Linked DNA regions of Zea mays: regions 2, 3 and 4 are each linked to region 1. Evidence: chromatin contacts called from public Hi-C data. All regions are on one chromosome and are shown on one strand. The core of a region is the stretch at or near the end of the contact, and the rest is flanking DNA. Distances in the headings are between cores, read along the strand shown. Region 1 holds the start of LOC100285509. Region 2 holds the start of LOC100277576. Region 3 holds the start of LOC100280157 (THO complex subunit 4C). Region 4 overlaps LOC100273105.

What was found. Hi-C and Micro-C count contacts between places; a contact is called where the count stands out from the background.
Region 2: a contact with region 1 is called in a Hi-C map of bundle sheath, with 6 times the contacts expected there. The contact joins the promoter of LOC100277576 here to the promoter of LOC100285509 in region 1. A contact is called at or near these places in 6 of 25 Hi-C or Micro-C datasets (bundle sheath, endosperm, leaf and 1 more) and 1 of 3 datasets of contacts at active chromatin or transcription factors (leaf).
Region 3: a Hi-C map of endosperm shows a contact between it and region 1, with 3 times the contacts expected there. The contact joins the promoter of LOC100280157 here to the promoter of LOC100285509 in region 1. A contact is called at or near these places in 2 of 25 Hi-C or Micro-C datasets (endosperm and leaf).
Region 4: a contact with region 1 is called in a Hi-C map of bundle sheath, with 5 times the contacts expected there. The contact joins the enhancer-like site here to the promoter of LOC100285509 in region 1. A contact is called at or near these places in 8 of 25 Hi-C or Micro-C datasets (bundle sheath, ear, endosperm and 2 more).

Annotation. Positions count from the first base shown.
Region 1 is chr4:83,937,009-83,941,211 of Zm-B73-REFERENCE-NAM-5.0, forward strand. LOC100285509 reads right to left here and starts at 2,236. Exons shown (of 7, transcript NM_001158401.2): 1 at 1,978-2,236; 2 at 1,523-1,710; 3 at 1,142-1,440; 4 at 981-1,065; 5 at 514-877; 6 at 357-414; 7 at 1-232. The coding sequence starts at 2,059. The coding sequence ends at 28.
Region 2 is chr4:84,397,137-84,401,339 of Zm-B73-REFERENCE-NAM-5.0, forward strand. LOC100277576 reads right to left here and starts at 2,133. Exons shown (of 2, transcript NM_001151097.1): 1 at 1,978-2,133; 2 at 857-1,699. The coding sequence starts at 2,028. The coding sequence ends at 1,199.
Region 3 is chr4:83,554,764-83,558,966 of Zm-B73-REFERENCE-NAM-5.0, forward strand. It overlaps LOC100280157 (THO complex subunit 4C), which reads right to left and starts at 1,999. Exons shown (of 7, transcript NM_001153089.1): 1 at 1,858-1,999; 2 at 380-592. The coding sequence starts at 535.
Region 4 is chr4:83,664,247-83,668,449 of Zm-B73-REFERENCE-NAM-5.0, forward strand. It overlaps LOC100273105, which reads left to right. Exons shown (of 3, transcript NM_001398895.1): 3 at 1-713. The coding sequence ends at 211. Among protein-coding and RNA genes, the nearest start is that of LOC103653454, 9.8 kb to the right of the region's middle. Within about 2 kb of position 1,970, at least 4 of the 20 cell types and tissues checked have an H3K27ac peak or open chromatin away from gene starts, as enhancers often do. A contact at or near this core is called in bundle sheath, leaf and leaf mesophyll, where this site is marked.

The sequences.
Region 1 (4,203 bases), core at 986-3,485:
GGTAGTCTATGGACAGCAACACCAGAGTCAGATCTGCAAATTTGTGCTGAAGCTGATGCTCCTGGGATATCCGCCATGGCGCACAAGCTCTGCGCCGCCGCCGTTGTGGCTGCTCGCCGGGGCGACGTCTGTGGATGACGATTTCGTTGGAGCGCTAGCGCTGCCGACGGCGTCACTGCTCTCTAGCGGGCTCTTGGAGTTGGACGTCAGGTATGGCTCGACGCTAGCCACTCTGCGGAGAGAAACAAGGAGGATGAAGACTAGTGTCCTGACGCAGGGATCGGTCAGATGTCGACGACAACAAGCTTGAGCAGAGCATATACACCATAGAAAGTATACCAAGGCACAGTCCATACCTTTCCTTTCGCTTCTCCAAGAACCGGGCGAGCGACGCTTTCCGAGCTTGAGGGACAGCTAGAACAAACAAACAAACAAAACACGGGTAAATCAAACGTGTCGCACGAACGGTTTCAGCACTTGCAAGCGAGCGAGAGGTATGTATATAGGTAGTACCTCTTGGCGTAACAGCTGCAGCAGCACTTGCAGCTGCCAACTGCCGGGACGACGAGACTGTCTGGCTGGTAGGAGCAGCAGCAGGCTTGGAACCGCAGGCCTCTGTAGCGCAGTGAGACGTGCTCCTGGAGGGAGCCACGGCTTGCGGCACGACGATGCGGACTGGGCTTGCAGTTGCCGCGCTTGATAGATGCGGCACGCAGGGCTCCGGTTTCTGAACTGCGATCTGTCTAGCACCAGGGAAGACCTCGGCCACGTTGACCTTGGCAGGGGCAGGGGCAGGAACAGGCGGCGAGTCCGGCTCACTTGACGGGGTAGCACCAGGAACAGACGCCCTGCTGGCCAGCATCATGAGCTCTTTAGCCTGTCACCGGGACAGCGATCAGCAGATGCAGCCGATGGAACGTACTGCAGTGACGAGCGATCCAAGTGTTCAGTTCGTCGCAAAAGGGTAGAGCATTGCATACCTTGTCGACCGGGACGTTGTCGAAAACATTCACCGAGCCGTTGTAGAATATCGTGAGCTGCGTCGAGGCCTGGTTCCGTGGGTTCCTAACAAGGAGGAAGGTCGATCAACCGTCGATCAACATGTCGACAGGGAGGGAGGGAAGGAACTGCCGATCGATACCTCGCCCCGTACACGCCGGCCGTAGAGCCGCCAAACCCGTTGTTGCTCATGGTGAAAGGCTGCTGCTGGTTGTGGAAGCTCTGCGACACTGATGACCTGACCATCAGGTTGGCCTGATGGAACGGCACAGGGTGGCGCACCGACACCGGCTGCACTAGCCTGCATCCACCACCACCACCACCAGGGAGACGATGCGGTGCCGCCGCGCCGTAATCCGCCACCTGCGAGCGCTGCCTGTGCGCCGCTGCAGGGTACTGCTGCTGTGCCGTGGCCTGGCTGCTGTTGTGGCCAAACTGCCTCTGCAGAGACAAGTGAACAGCTGAGACTACCGAGCGTTGAGCCCCTATCCAGCACCTCGGGTGAGTAGCAGTAGCTTATTACCTGCTGCTGGTAGATCGAAAGCATGGAGCTCTGCTTCTTGATGCCGTCGAAGGCGTCTCCGGCCGGCCGGAGCTCGGAGACCGAGAACGCCTCAGAGCCCTCGCCCGTCGCCTCCGTCCTGAACGACATGAACGCCGGCGCGACGCCGGACCTCGCCGCAAACTGCCACCGCGTCGCCGCCGGGCTGTCTGCAGCACAGAAACCTATCTCTCAGAAATTCACACTGCGGAGGCGGAGCGGAGCAGGCCAAATCTGACGCGCGGGCACCAGCGGCCACGAGACGACGAGAGGAAATAAAATCTCTCTGACTTGTCGAATGACTAATAATTTCCATGCTCGCGGCAAGCAAACCGCGGTGGATCAGGCGGTAGACGCGCCGAGTCGCTACTGCCATACTAGTACTACGGTTAGGTAAATCACGCTTTCAGGGCATCGAGAGAGGAGCTAGCACTGACCTGGCTCCGATCGGCTCTCCTCCTTCGCCGCCTCGCCGCACTTCCACGCCCTGTCGATCGCACCCAGGAAATCCCTCTCCATGGAAGCAAAGCAACCAGCGGACGCGCCGCCCACACAAGCGACGAAATCCCTTCCGCGTCGCCTCGTCCCGTGAATCCTCTCCCTCCAGTGACGGTGCCGAGAAGAAAAAAGCAGGAGGAGAAGAAACGGCGCCTTAGCTCGGATTCCTTAACCTTTCTCTCCCCCTCTCTCTCTCACTCTCTCTAAACCACTTTCTCCTGCTTGCTTATTTATTCGCGAGATTTAAGACGGACGAGGAAGAAAGCCGCGATGATTAGCTGCTTAATTAAACCGGCTCATTAATTTACGAGATGGGATGGGGGTGCGTCGGGTGGCGGTGGGCCCCGCTACGGCGACCGGCTACCGGCTACGCAGGGTCCCCACGTGGTTACGCCACACGAGGCGCACCTCCGATGAAACCTCACGCGTCCGATGACACGTGGGATCCGCCTCGCGTGGGGCCGACACGTCGGCGGGCGCGGGAAGCGCTCGTGTGGCCGCGTGCCGCGTCTAGCAGTTTGCGCCGCCGTGGCGTGGGGGCCGCCCACGTGCGGAGGGATCCGGCACGTGTGCCTCCATCGAGCCGAGCCACACGAGCCGAATAGCCCCGCGCGCGTGCCAACGACTAACGAGGATGACGCGTGGGCCCTGTTACAAAACATTTTATACATGTGATCTAATCCATCCATCTGTCGTAGTGACAGTTATTTCCCAAGGGACACACCCTTTGGGAACTCTTGTATATATACATCAACCCCCGCAATAAAGAAGTTGGTCCCTGTCATTTGTCTCTGTCTTTTCTCTCTTTACCGCTGAGTATTGAACACGTTATCAGCACTGCTCGCGAGACCGGAGAAGAGAATAAAAATCGCTCGTTGTTTTGGAAATGAAGTTGTCGTTGGAGAAAGATGAACAGTGGAGGTCTCGACATCAAGAACAACACGAATGTACGATACCTATTTTTTTATCGCATTCGTTACCACTGCTTTATCTTCTTCGTGTCGTCGACGACACAGTGCCACCAGGGCCACAGGGCTGCGCGCTCACGCGCCTGGGCCTCTGCGCTCGCGCCGGCCGCGCCGGCCAGGCTGTGGCCACGTTGCCAGGGCCGCAGGGCTGCGCGCTCACGCGCCTGGGCCACTGCGCTCGCGTCGGCCGCGCCCGCATGCCGTCGCAAAACGTCGCTGGGAGGCTGGCCGCGCCCTGGCCGCCCACGCGCTACAGGAGGCCGCGCGAGGCCGTGCGCCGTCGGGGCCGGGCCGCCGTGCCGAGGGTGGGTCCGGCCACGCCCAGACCGCCGCGGCTGCGCTGCTGGTGCCTCCGCCCGCGCGAGCCGCGCCTCGCGCCGTCGGGCCGGGGCTGCCGCGCAAGCGCTAGTCAGGCCGCCACAGCCGCACCACAGGAGCCGACGCCCATGCGCGGGCTGGGTCGCCGTGCCCCGCGCCGCCGGGGCTGCCGGGGCCGCGCCGTCGCCGTTTGGCCGAGGTCGCGCCCGCGCTGCCAGTGGGCCGCGCCCCACGACGCCGCGTTCGCGCCTGCGCAAGGGCTGCGCTCGCATCGGGCCCGCGAGCCCGCGCAGTAGCCGCACCCACGCCGCCGGGTTGGGGCCGCGACCATGCCGCCGGGAGCCGCACCCATGCCGCCGGGTGGTGGTCGCGCCCGCTCGCGCTGGGGAGGTCACGCCCGTGCGCGCCGGGGGCCGCGCGCTGCTATGCCCGCACCGGGACCAGCGCCGTCGTGCCCGTGCCGAGGCCGGGCGACTGCTCCCGCGCTCGAACCGTGGCCGCGCACTATGGCCGGGCGGCCGCTCCCGCACCGCCATGGCTGGGACAGAGGCCACCGCGCCCAGAGAATGTCGCATGGCCGCCGCCGGTGGCTGAGGACGGCTGGAGAAAAACCTAACCGCTAGCCCTTATAGCCTTAGATGGGCCGTGATGGGCCTTTTTCCTCTATTTGGCTGAAGACGTGAGCCATTTCCATTGATTGTGCCTACGAAATTTATTATTTAAGTCTATTATTTTTCTGCAATTACAATCAGACGAACATTGTGTTCATTTAAATTACTGTTTTTCAACATTGTTTTGTATCTAAATTTAGATACTTAAACTGCTCATGAAATATGTAATTGTGCATAGTTGTCTGTTTTTAATTATGAAAAATACAGA
Region 2 (4,203 bases), core at 883-3,382, 460 kb after region 1:
CGTGAGCTCGTCTTCCGACCCTGATAAGATATCCAGAAACGTGTCCCGAATGCGGTCCAGTACTCCCACTACCTCAGTACGATCGAGTGGTGCCGAGCGCATGCCTCGATCTTATTGAAAGCAGCTCCCATTTTCAGTCCACGGTACTCAAAAACTCTACTTTATAACAAAACCACAAAAAACAGTAGAAAGTATAGGAAACAGTATTTTGACCATTTGTTGCCAGAAGCAATTCCCGTATTTTCAGCAGGGACAGAGGTGGGGGCAGACATTGGTCCCGTTTAGTTCAACTTCTCAGGTGGCCACCAAAAACCGCTCAACTCTACAGTTCTGTTCGTTTGAAGTGTCGGCTTTTACCCAAATGTGTTTTGACTAGTACAACATTTTGATGTTTTGTTGTATTTACTGCAGAATCTGACATATAATAATCCAGCTAGTCAAACACATAGATTCTTCAGTCTAGCAGATTATCTCTGCGACCAGATTCTATTCACAACCAACTTCTGAGAAAAGGTCCATTGCTGTTCGCCCTGCGGCTCGTTTGAATACAGGCGCGGGCTGCCTGCACCCACCCTGCTGCACTTTGGACGTGTCACATAAAATGCACCAAGTCCCAAGCATCCAGCAAGTACGACGCACGCGGCCACTGCTGACCGACAGACCAGCTACACGACAAACCAAAGCAAACCCACCCAGGACGCCACGCCACGCTATAGTGAGTGACTGTTGACGTTGTGCCTGCAACTGCAAGGGCAGTAGTACTAGTCAAACCACCACCGCCGCTACCAGTTAAAACAGCCACACAACAGCGTCGTTATCAAGCAGTGCGATCGGATCAGACATGGTAGAGTTCATGAAACCCTCAAATCAACATCACGAACATCAGCATCATCCACTAATGTATTGTACACATCCAAATTAGCAGCTTAATAATGAACCGACCAACACAGCACTCAGCCTCCCTAGTTTAGCTTACAACAGACAGATCCATCCAGCACATACGAACAAGACAGCACCGTGAGCTGAACTGAACCGAACACAGCACATCAAATCCTCCTACTTACTCCATTAATTAATTGCGCGACGACGACGACTACGACGACAATTAGATGAAGGAAAACGAAGCCTACAAACATCAACCCTGCGGCGGTGGCGGCGGGACGAATCGCTACGCACTAACCCCATGCAGCAGCGTCCGTCAAGCCGCGGCCGTCTCGCTGGGCACGACGGGGCGTACCTTGGGGGGGCGGCCGCGGCCGCGCTTGACGGGGGTGGAGCCGTCGCCGGCGGGGGCCGGGGACGCGCCGCCCTCGGTCTTGGCCTTCTTGGGCGGGCGGCCGCGGGCCCTGGGCATGCCCGCGGTGGCCTGCTTCACGGCGGCGTCCAGCGGGTCCTTGGGCTTGGGCGGGCGCCCGCGCCCGCGCCCCGATGGCGGCGACACCGGCGCGCCGGGGTCCCGCGCCTTCGGGGGCCGCCCGCGCCCGCGCTTCGGCGGCGCGTCGGGCGCGTCGGCGCGGAAGTAGTTGTTCTTGACGAAGACCAGCTCACCCGACTCCTTCATGCGCGCCAGGTGCGCGGCCAGCAGCGACGCGTGCGCGGGCGGCAGGTCGCCGTCGTACTTGCCCTCGATGTACCTGGAGATGGCCGACTTGTTCGACCCGCTCTTGTCGCCTAAGTCCTCGATCGCCGCCAGGATCATCTGCCGGAACGCCCAACCAACACGACGCGCCGTCGGTTAGCTCACTCCATTCCGCAGCAACGAGCACACAAAGAGAAAATCCATTTTTTTATATATTTTTGGTCCAACGGAAACGAAAGAAACCGCCAAGCAGCACGCATGGAGCGCGGCAGCATCCCCCGAACCCAGCTACATCTCCAGCACACGAACGAATCCGCGCCAAGAACAGCACCGGAACAAGAAAGAAAAAAGAGAGAAGAAGCAACGCAGGAAGCGGACGCCGGACAGATGGGTCTCACCTCGGGGTAGGGCGGGATCGGGGACGGCTTGGCGACTTCCTCGGTGGCCATGGCGACGACGCAGACCTTCCCGGATGCCGTGCGGAATGAATTGTTTCCCCCTCGGAGGGTTTGGATCAGGATAGATAAGAAATGCGGAGGAGCCTCGCTCCGTTTCTTTACTATTTTTCCACCTTGGTCTTTTGGTTGTGTCTGCGAAGAGAGAGAGTGTGTGTGTGTGGGTCTGTCATCTGTGGGAGGAGAGTGAGGAGAGACGGGATCAGATGTGGGACGCGGGCGGGCGGACGAACGGCCAGGATTTCTCAGGCCGGCAGAATCGGGCGGCGCAGGACGGGGGAGCACGCGGATCGGTGACGTGGCGTGCGACGGGGTGCCTCTGCCTGCACGCGTCCGCCAGCCCCGCCTAGTTTTTGTTTGCTTTTGTCCGGGCCTGCGCTGGCTTTTAGGCTCTCAGTAGGAAATGACCGAGATGACCTCCGGTTTGGCCCTCTTTTTTTTCTTTCAAAATAAGTTTTTTTTCACAGTAGTCTCCTCGGATGCTCTATCCCCCTCTCCACCGAAATAACTGCATGTCTTGCTTTTGCTTTTTAGTAGGTCATACTTTTTAAGTATAAAATTTATAGAAAATAGTATTACATCTTGAAATACGATTATTATATGAAATATATGTCATAATTAATTTAACTATACTTAGTATGCATCGTTAATATTAGTATATATATTATGGATTTTATAGAATTCGTAAAACAAAACGTAGTATTATTATCATATACATATATATTATTTATTAGTAAGTGGGAAAGGCTCTTGGAGTCTTGGTTTCAACTGAGTGGATACATTATGAAATTATCATGAGTTGTACTCAGCTAGAGCTCTTTACAGATTGCTTTGTTTTGACATACAAATAGAAGGGCAAATTAGCTGTGAAAGGTGGGTAGGCATTAGGGTTTAGGCATTCTTCATAGTGAATTGCAAAAAAAAATTGTCTGTTTCATGGCACTGTCTTATTTTACAGATGCACCACTCTAACTTTGCTAGAACCATTTTGCTAAAAACTACTGTTATAGTAATATTCTAACAAATTGTGGATATTATTCTTTCCCGTGAAAACCTTTTAGAGCTAGTTTGTAAACCCTATTTTTCCATATAATTTCTATTTTACTAAAGAAAATTAGTTTATTTTTCTTTAGGAAAATAGAAATATTTTAGCTAAAAGGTGTTTTCAAACTAGCCTTTATTAAGCAAATCTCTTTTGAAGTTCACACTGGTGTCTTAGGACCTAGTGGTCAAATGGGGAAAAAGCTTTCGGTTTCAGCACTATGTACGTATATATCTTTAGGAAACTGCAGTTCGTTTCTGCTTTTCTAGAAAGCTAAAGTTACTTTAAAGATGACTTCATGCCGGTATTAAAATAGAAGAGCAAATTTATATGTGAAACATGATTACTACGTTTCTTTCTTCATGAAATTGCGTCCCGAGTTTTGCTGTAATTTATTTCAGGAAATAAATTAGGAATAAATAAGAAGTTTTAGCAGTTACGACAACATTTTATTAAAGATGTGGAAATGTTTGGTACAGATAAGAGCGGTCATCAACCACCACCATTTAGATTCATTTAAAGTGAACAAGAAATATAATAATTAGACAAAAGGCAACGAAGAGAACGCATATATCTATTATGATCCAAGACTTCAATAATTTCATACAAACATAAACATCTCTTATTAGTCCATCAAAACATAATATGTTTAAATTTAAGTGATATGTTGCAAACAAAAAGATGTTGTTTGATACTTGCACTAGTACATAAATTTAATAGAGGCTGTCAAAATCAATTAAAGGAGGTAGGCATTACAACCGCCTCTGACGTTAGACCTCTATTAATCATCAATTAACAGAGGTTGTTAGCATGCCCGACGTCGATAACGTGTTCATCAGGGTGATAATTAGGGTACCTAGATTATCCCTCCCGAAAAACGCACTCAGGAGAAGTAAAGACAACCCCCGAGAGGAAGGAGCCGAGGTACCTGCTAACCCGAGGCATGGGGTGCCATGAGTGGCACGGTCACGGTTGCCCCATCTCTCCCTCCTGCGACGAGAAGAACTCCGCCTCGCCCGAAGTCACCAGTTGTAAGGCTGTCTCCAACAATGTCCCCTAAATTTTATCCCCTAAAGAAATATTCTCTGTCCTTTACAGTACACTCTAAAAGATTATGTCCTCTATAT
Region 3 (4,203 bases), core at 749-3,248, 380 kb before region 1:
ATTGATGGAGTCTTCCCTTCAGCATATCATGATTTAGACACATCAAACTGGAGTCCGCCAGCTTTATTTTTCATCTATTTCCTTCCATATGTTTGAAGAAATGGTGGTGTTCCAACAAAATTCCCATTAGAGATGACCACCATTTACTTCTGCCCCTCAATAAATTCAACCTTATGATCTACTGCAAAATTTCTACCAAAGTTGCATCTGCCCCTCCAAGCCTCCAAACAATACTGACAGAGAACACATTAGTCACAGACATCACAGATACTCCTGCCCCTCCATATAATGTAAGCTTAGGCATGCTCTCCCCATTCAGTTTCTACTTTAGTCAGGAACCTGACCATGAACAAAAACATAGTGACAGGTTTGGCCTTGCCTTAGCAATAGTGCGTGCAGATGGACGGGAGTTAACCCCAAGAGGTCCTCGGGGAGCCAATCCTGATCTTCCACGCAGGACATGTCCACCTCGCCCACCACTTCCTTGAATACGGCCACTACCCCTGTCTCCACCCCTTCTTTCGTAATATGACATAGCTCAAAGTTGTCACACAGTCAACCAACTGCCAAGCTACAACAGTACAATGGTAACCTGCGGTAAAGATGGCAAGCTTTAGATATGTTTAAATATGCAAAGGGGAGGTTGACATAGCTCCGAACTGTGAACTTGCAAGAAAACAGACAAACATGTAACATGAGTTGGATCTAGTGAGTATCTTTAAACACACAAAGTCGAATATAAAGAAACTAAATTACTAAAACAAAGCTGCTCATCGCACATTGATATTGATAATACAAAAACTATTGCATCAGCAATGAGGAAACTGGAGTAGTCAAGCTAAAAGGCAAACGGATTGTGTAAAAGGGTTCACTGACAGTCTGAGATCGATTCAAAGTAACTAGTTGACAATTTACAATAATTCTACAGAAGATTTGATAAACTGAGCCCAACAATGAACTATACTTAAGATCAGAGGCAAATCTATAATCACTGTGTTGGGTGCTGCCGCACCCATGAAAAAAACGTGATAAGAGCCAAATTGTCACCATATTTCCACCCTGGCACCCCCTATGTCACAAAATCTGTGCACCTATGAGGCAAGCTCTCAAGTGCATCCCCTTCGGATTTGCTCTAGCTTCACTACTGCTTAAGATCAAACTGCTAATACATGAAACATCAGGGTACAAGCCCATCTGAACTTAATACAGTTACAAACTTACGATGCATCATCACATGAAAACAATTCAGTTGCTATGCAGCTTGTTCCAATTTACCATCACTTAAAAAAATTGTTGAGTTCCTATGTAGCGACCTTAGGAGAAGAACAAACGTTGAGAACTGTTGTTAGGAGTTGTAAAGCACTCGAAATTCCTATAGGTTACAGCAATGACAGTGGAGACATTAAACATGTAGGAATGTCATTGCCAGCAAACCAAAGTACCAAACAGCTAATATCCTGATATTCAGAACACATATTTGAGAACCCTGATGATGTTCTGAAAAGGAATCTCACAAACTCCACAAACGCAGCTGCTCAAACTCCTAAAAACGAAATGCCTAGCCATTTCCTCATACCTGGCCAATCCGGCAAAGGAGCCTCTCCCACCCCACACCAATCCACGTTACGAACACAAAATTCATGCATCTACAGAAAAAAAAACTCGCAAAGGCGAGAGCGCAATCAGGCTTACGCAAGACACCGAAGAATCCCACAAGTACCGAGTTGTATTCTACAAACCTAAATCCCTCTTCAATACCACATCGGCAGCCTCTCCAGCCCTACCATCTGCGTCGGACAAACCGGATCTGGAAATATATCATCACGAAGAGCACTGGCGGCGGGGGAGGCGACTTACTCTCGCGCGCGCAGGGGTGTCGGCGACTGGGTGGAGAATATTCTTCGGGGCGCTCCCGGCCTCAGTTTCCTCGAGCCTCCGCCGGATGACGCGAGAGAGAATGAGGGGGCGGAGGCGGTGCCGAGAGGGAGGGGCAGAAGGAGACAGGATGCGGCGTGAGTACTGGAATCAAAACCCTAGCTCTCGTTATCTCGATTTTCTTCTGCTTGTGATGAGATGGGAAGGAAAACAGGGGAGGGGGCTGGCCGGGTAGAGTAGTAGACTCGGGAGAGAGGTCGCGCGGGTTCGTACTCGGTGACCCCGGGAGCGATCCTGGCCGTGGGAATATGCTCTGAGGATGCTTCCAATCGTGTCGAAGTCCGAAATCGACGGTCTCGATTGGTTTGATGGTGGGGAGTAGCCACCATACGGTTGATAAATTCGGTAGCCGGCCCAGTAATCGACACCGGCCGATAACTTTGATATTTTGAATTTAGAAATTTTCATAAATTTAAAAACTTTTGATTCCAATGTTTTATAAATACTATAGATTATTTGAAGCCTTCCTACTAAAACCAAAATTCAAAATACACAGCGGATCTCAAACTAAAGATCATGGAAGTTTCGAAAAAAATACAACTAGGATTGTCGAGTAATCGCTCCGCAAAGCTGATAAAATCGGTGTGTAGGACCGATTAGCCGGCGACTGAGTAGAAGCTAGGGTTTTAAAGATTTTTCCCCTTTTTACTAGAAATCTTTTTAAATTACCATGGGTACTTGTAATATAGGCTAACAATACTTATAATAATAGAACATATTATTGGTATATTTAGGAATATTAGATTGAATCGATCCGGTTTGGGAATGTTCTAATTTTTGGTGGCGTCATGGTTCGTCTTAACCTTTTTTCTATGTGAATTATACGTCGGTGAAGTAAATCGACAACCGATTAGGTGTACCAATGGAAGGAGCCTGAGTACTACCAAATATCGGTGGACTCGTGAAGTACACTTCTATATGGATCGGACAGACTTGAGCGAAGTACAAGACACGGTTAATGCATGAGCAAGGTATTATGTTGCTCTCATCAGAGGAGTATAATACACACCCGTGGAATCTTCGATGGTATTTATGAACTATGAAATTGTGGCATGTAATGTATTTGAACCATAAAACTGTGTCATACAATACATTTTGAACCGCTAAATGTTGTTATTGGACTTGTAACATTTATGTCATTTTTGTTTGTTTTTTGTGGCCTAAATATGCTTTATTTGCCAATAAACAAGAGGTTCGGTTTCTTGTGCGTTGCTGCTGGTTTATCAAATTGGTGACCGACAAATCGGTCTTATCGACCAAATAATCGGCCTTGAGCCGTTTGAATTAAGATCCAATAATCGGTCTTCATTCTTTATCTTGCATAAAAATAATTAAGATCCAATAATAATTATTTTGAATAAGTAACTTAGCTAATGATTCATGAAATTTTTTGTTGATGCACAACAAAATACTTAAAATTCATATATATAACTCAATTATTGTTGGTACATAATTTCTTATAACTAAGCTATTGTTTAAAAGCGTACACTGAATAAAAATTTGCGGGTGACCTTGCATCCCAACGTCTACTCCTTCAGTCATTTTGTCACTATGTGAAGCAGTGACTGGACATGGGCTTGTACTTTCTATTGATGGAAAGTTGTGTTAAATCAGTTGGCCACTATAATTGATGTATCATATCAATTAAAGACGAATTAGTAATTACTATTGTTTTCGATCTCTGAAGTAATCGGGTGATCAATTTCATTGTGCTCACCACCCTCCATTTCACGATCTCTAGTTGCAGTAGCAAAGTTTCTTCCAATGGCAGATTGAAATTTCTGGTTTTGAAAAGATATCAGGCTCTGTCTTTCGCCAGACGACACATGATGCTTATGTCGTTGTTGAAAGTCGCCTAGAGGGGGTGAATAGGCATAATCTGAAATTTACAACTTTAAACACACACTACAAGCCGGGGTTAGCGTTAGAAACAAATCCGAGTCCGGGAGAGAGGGGGAAAACAAATCAAATGAAAAACAAACGGATGAACACGGTGATTTGTTTTACCGAGGTTCGGTTCTAAAGAACCTAGTCCCTATTGAGGTGGTCACAAAGACCGGGTCTCATTCAACCATTTCCCTCTCTCAAACAGTCACTTAGACCGAGTAAACCTTCTTCCTCAATCTCACGGGTCACTTAGACTCCACAAGGACCACCACACAATTGATGTCTCTTGCCTTGCTTACAAAGCACTTGAGAGTAAGAGTTGAAAAGAAAAAGAAGGCCAAGCCAAGCAAACAAGAGTAACAAAGGAACACAAGAGATCCT
Region 4 (4,203 bases), core at 720-3,219, 270 kb before region 1:
CCTGGAGGAGCTCGGTGAGTCTGGACTAGCCTGCTCTGACTTTCTGTGCATGGATTGCTGGCTCAAGCTTCCAAAATGCTGCACATGCAACCGTCCCTACTGCGAGAGGCATTCAAATTTGAAAGAGAATCTATCAGCGTCTGGGCAGTTCACATGTCAGGAGTGTGCAGCGTTTGCTACCTCACTCAGAAGTCGGGGAGAAGGTTACTAGAAGAGATGTTGGCTGCTCTGTCTCGGTAACCAAATAATTGGGACTTTTAACACGTGACTCGTTCCCCTGTAACAAACAGCCTTTCTTATTGATTCAATCATCTCGTGTGGACGGAGCTTATAAGACCTGATGGAGTAACTAGAAGCTTAATTGTCTTACTGCTTTCGTCAAACAAAGTGGGTGCAGACCTCAAGGTCTTGCGCATCCAACTTGTCTGAATGAAGGGACTGCCATGTCAAGGGGGGACAATGTGAGCAACATTGACAGTTGAAGGGCTGCCATAATTCAACATTGACAATGTGAGCAACGTTGTTTAAGAGTCGTGTGTGCCCATTGCAACATGGCAATAACTTTGTACCTCAGGGCTGTCAGTGCAAATGTTTCTCAACGTTTGTCTTGGTTCTGTATAATTTACAACGTACTGCCATGTATACACACCATGTGAGCGAAGCAACATCTGATCTGAAGTGAGGAAGAAAGAATACAAAAGTTATATTGTCAACTTTTGATTTCCCATTGTTCGCTAAGGTTCCACCCGTCAATTTCACGGGGGAAACCTCTGATTAACGCGGTGAAATTGATTAACGGGGGAGACCGTAAGCTTTGGCGTCGTCGAAGTTCAGACCTCATTTGAATGAGGGTAGTGGGTGTGAAACCGAGAAACAGGGTTTCATTCCCTGGCCTCCTTGGGAGACAAAACAAAACCACAGCAGCTGCTGATCGCGCGTTCGTTCGATGGGCCTGCAAGTGGAATGGAATATGTCTGTGTTAGAGTGTGTGTGGCATGGTTGTGCTCTACCAGAGCAGTTCTAGTCTAAAATTATGGGTGAAGCAGCTCTGCTATAGAGTTTAGATTATTTCTTATAATCGGTAGCAGTGGCGGGTAAATAACTCCAAACTCCATGATTAATTTGTTTTTTAGAGTTTTCGAAGCAACAAAAGAGTTATTTAAAAAAAATTATACTGCAGCTCCAAAAACTCTATAGAGTTTACAACTCCGGAGTTAGTGTGTTTGGCATAATTTGGCCAGCTCTCCTTTGAGTTTTGTACTAGTCATGCCAAACCGGTTGGCGAAACGGCTAAATTCCACGGTCAACTAAAACGAACAAACAAACCGCTCCGGCGCTGCTTCAATTCTACCCGTCCAACCGAGCACAGTTCATACTGATGATCCCTGTCGACTGTCGTCTCAACTGAACGTCTAGAGGATAGCTCTGCATCCGTGTAAAATAAAACGCAATCGATCGGACAGGAAGAACGAGACCTTGAGCCCGCGCGCCAAGGAACGAGACAGGCTCTGCTTGGGCTATAGCTAGCTACCTAGCATAGCATGGGTCGGCAGCCGCGTGCTGTGCGACAAGGTGAGGCTGAAGAAGGGGCCGTGGACGGCGGAGGAGGACGAGAAGCTCGTCACCTTCGTTATCCTTGCGCCAACGCCCACTGCTGCCCAAGCTCGCCGGTGCGTGTGCATGCAATGCATGCTCGACCGGTCGATCGTTCAAATAACAAGACTCCCTGCACCACCAGGCATGCTTCGACCAGCAGACGCCGCCGGCGATTTTCTCACCCGCCGCCGCCGCCTCGACGGTTCGACGCCGACGACGACGTCGAGCTCTGCAGCCTCGGCGGCGGCGTCCTTGAGCCGCGACGAGGCGCTGTTCCCACTCGTGGACATGGACTTGGAGGAGTTACCCGAGATAGCAGTGTTCCAGATGGGGGCGCTAGAGGACATGGTCGCGTCGTGGGACGACGACTCCTTGGCGCAGCCGCAGCTGTCGCCACCGCTGGTCTACGACTACTGGGACCATGCGTACCAGCCGCGGAGGAGCCGGAGCGGCGTCGCGTTTGACCAGGAGTCACGAAAGAAGATTGAGCTCTTCTCTAGCTATTGTTAGAAAATTAGATATTATCAATTTTAATTTAATTTAGAAAACCAGTGTGATGCATATGACGATATGTATGTATATATGTATATCACTATTCAGATAAGTAGTAAACAATAATAAAACATGCACAAATACGAAGAATAAAGTGTACCCAGCGGATGGATCGATGACCAAGATATCAGTGATTCCATTCACACGAGACATCTTGTGTGTATGTTTGATATAGTCGTACGCAGTCGATGCCGACAGAGTGCAGTCCCTCGAACGGCACCGGCAACGAGAAACCTGATCAGCGTTGGTCGAGCGGACGAAGCGAGCAATCGCGAGTATGCTCTCCAAAAACCTGATCGCCCACACACCCATACAAGTGTAGCTCTGCGGACATCGATTTCGGAGGCCTGTCTCTCACTCTCTCTGTGCTCGCAGAAGGTGGGACATGAATGGGCTGAGTGCAACGCATCTGAGACTGTTCGTATGTAACCAGAAACAGCCTCAACTCCTCCGTATTTGTACACGCGCATAGGGAGGCGAACGGATAGTACGGTCGCCGTCAGAGCTAGAAACTAACTGGTGTCACAGTCAGCCAGAAACCGATGCAATCAGAGACGTCCATTACTAGCAGACAACCATTACAACCCGTCCGTTACTAGCCATAACATAGAAAACAGCTAGTAACGGACGACAGTAATGGACGGTCATCACTCTAGGCAAAATGCGCAACCGTTAGGAAGGAATATTCGGACCAAGGTCCGATCTACTACGGCCCGGCCGACGGTGCACGCGCGTGTGACCGTCTTTCACCTTTTTCTCAACTTCTCAATAGATGCACCATGGTCCACCTATTTAAGTTGTTTGATTTGTCCCTTGAACTTTCGGTATGATACTAAAGTATTAATACACCGTAGCATTGAAGTGAGCCTTTAGCATTGACTATTATTGGGTATTAATTTGGACCAGGCCCACATTAATCCAACAATCCCCACCAAATGCTAATTCACACTAAAATGCTCTCATCATGTCAAACGTTTGATCTACTGGTGTTTCGATGGAGACTGTTAAGTTGAACATCCACCTAGAACCTAGACTACACTTAACCACAACTGCACAATGGACTAGGCCTTGAATTGACGGTTTTGCGTGGAATAAGCTTCATCTAAACTCTTTACCAGTACTAGATTGCCGAGCGCACCCCCTCTGGTTGAAGCATATAAGTCAAACTTCATAGCCTTTCATGGGTATCTAGAGACCACCTAGATCTCATAAACTGTGACTAGCAGTTAACCCATATAGGTATGTTTCTCTAAAGATGTTCTGTAGGACAACATCTTTGCTTCACAAAGACACTTGGAACATATTAAGGTGTAAACACCAACCTATCTTACAGTAAGGAAAGATGTGCATTTGAAATGAACCTTATTAAGGGTCTTTCCTCTCAGTCTACCACTAGCTTGTTTCACCATTTTAATTCACAGGATCTTCGATCACATAGAATAGGTTACCACTATGATAAACTTTTGGTGAGTATCAGGCCCATCTCACTCGATGCACCATCTATCACACTACGTGATAGCCCCTTAGTAAATTGATCAGCCAGATTTTTAGACGTATGGACATAGTCCAACGATATTACTCTGGAGTTTCTCAATTTCCTGACAGATTTCAAATACCTCTTTATGTGCCTTGTCGACTTCATATTATCCTTATAACTGTTTATCTTAATTATCATAGTCTGATTATCACAGTTCATAGAAATAGCCGGCACAGGTTTTTCAACCACCGGTAAATTCATAAGGAGTTCATTAAGCCACTCAGCCTCAACTAAAGCGGTATCTAATACTGTGAGTTCTGCTTCCATAGTCGACCTCATTAAGATGGTCTGCTAGCAAGACTTCCATGAAATAGCGCCATCTCCAAGTGCAAACACATATCTACTTGTGGCATATATATCATCAACATCAGATTTCCAATTTGTATCACAATAACCTTCCAGTACTGTTGGGTACCCAGTATAATGGATGCCTAAACTCATAGTACCTTTTAGATAGCGCAGAACTCTCTCAAGAGCATGCTAGTTATTATCTCCCGGATTTGAAACAAACGGGCTAA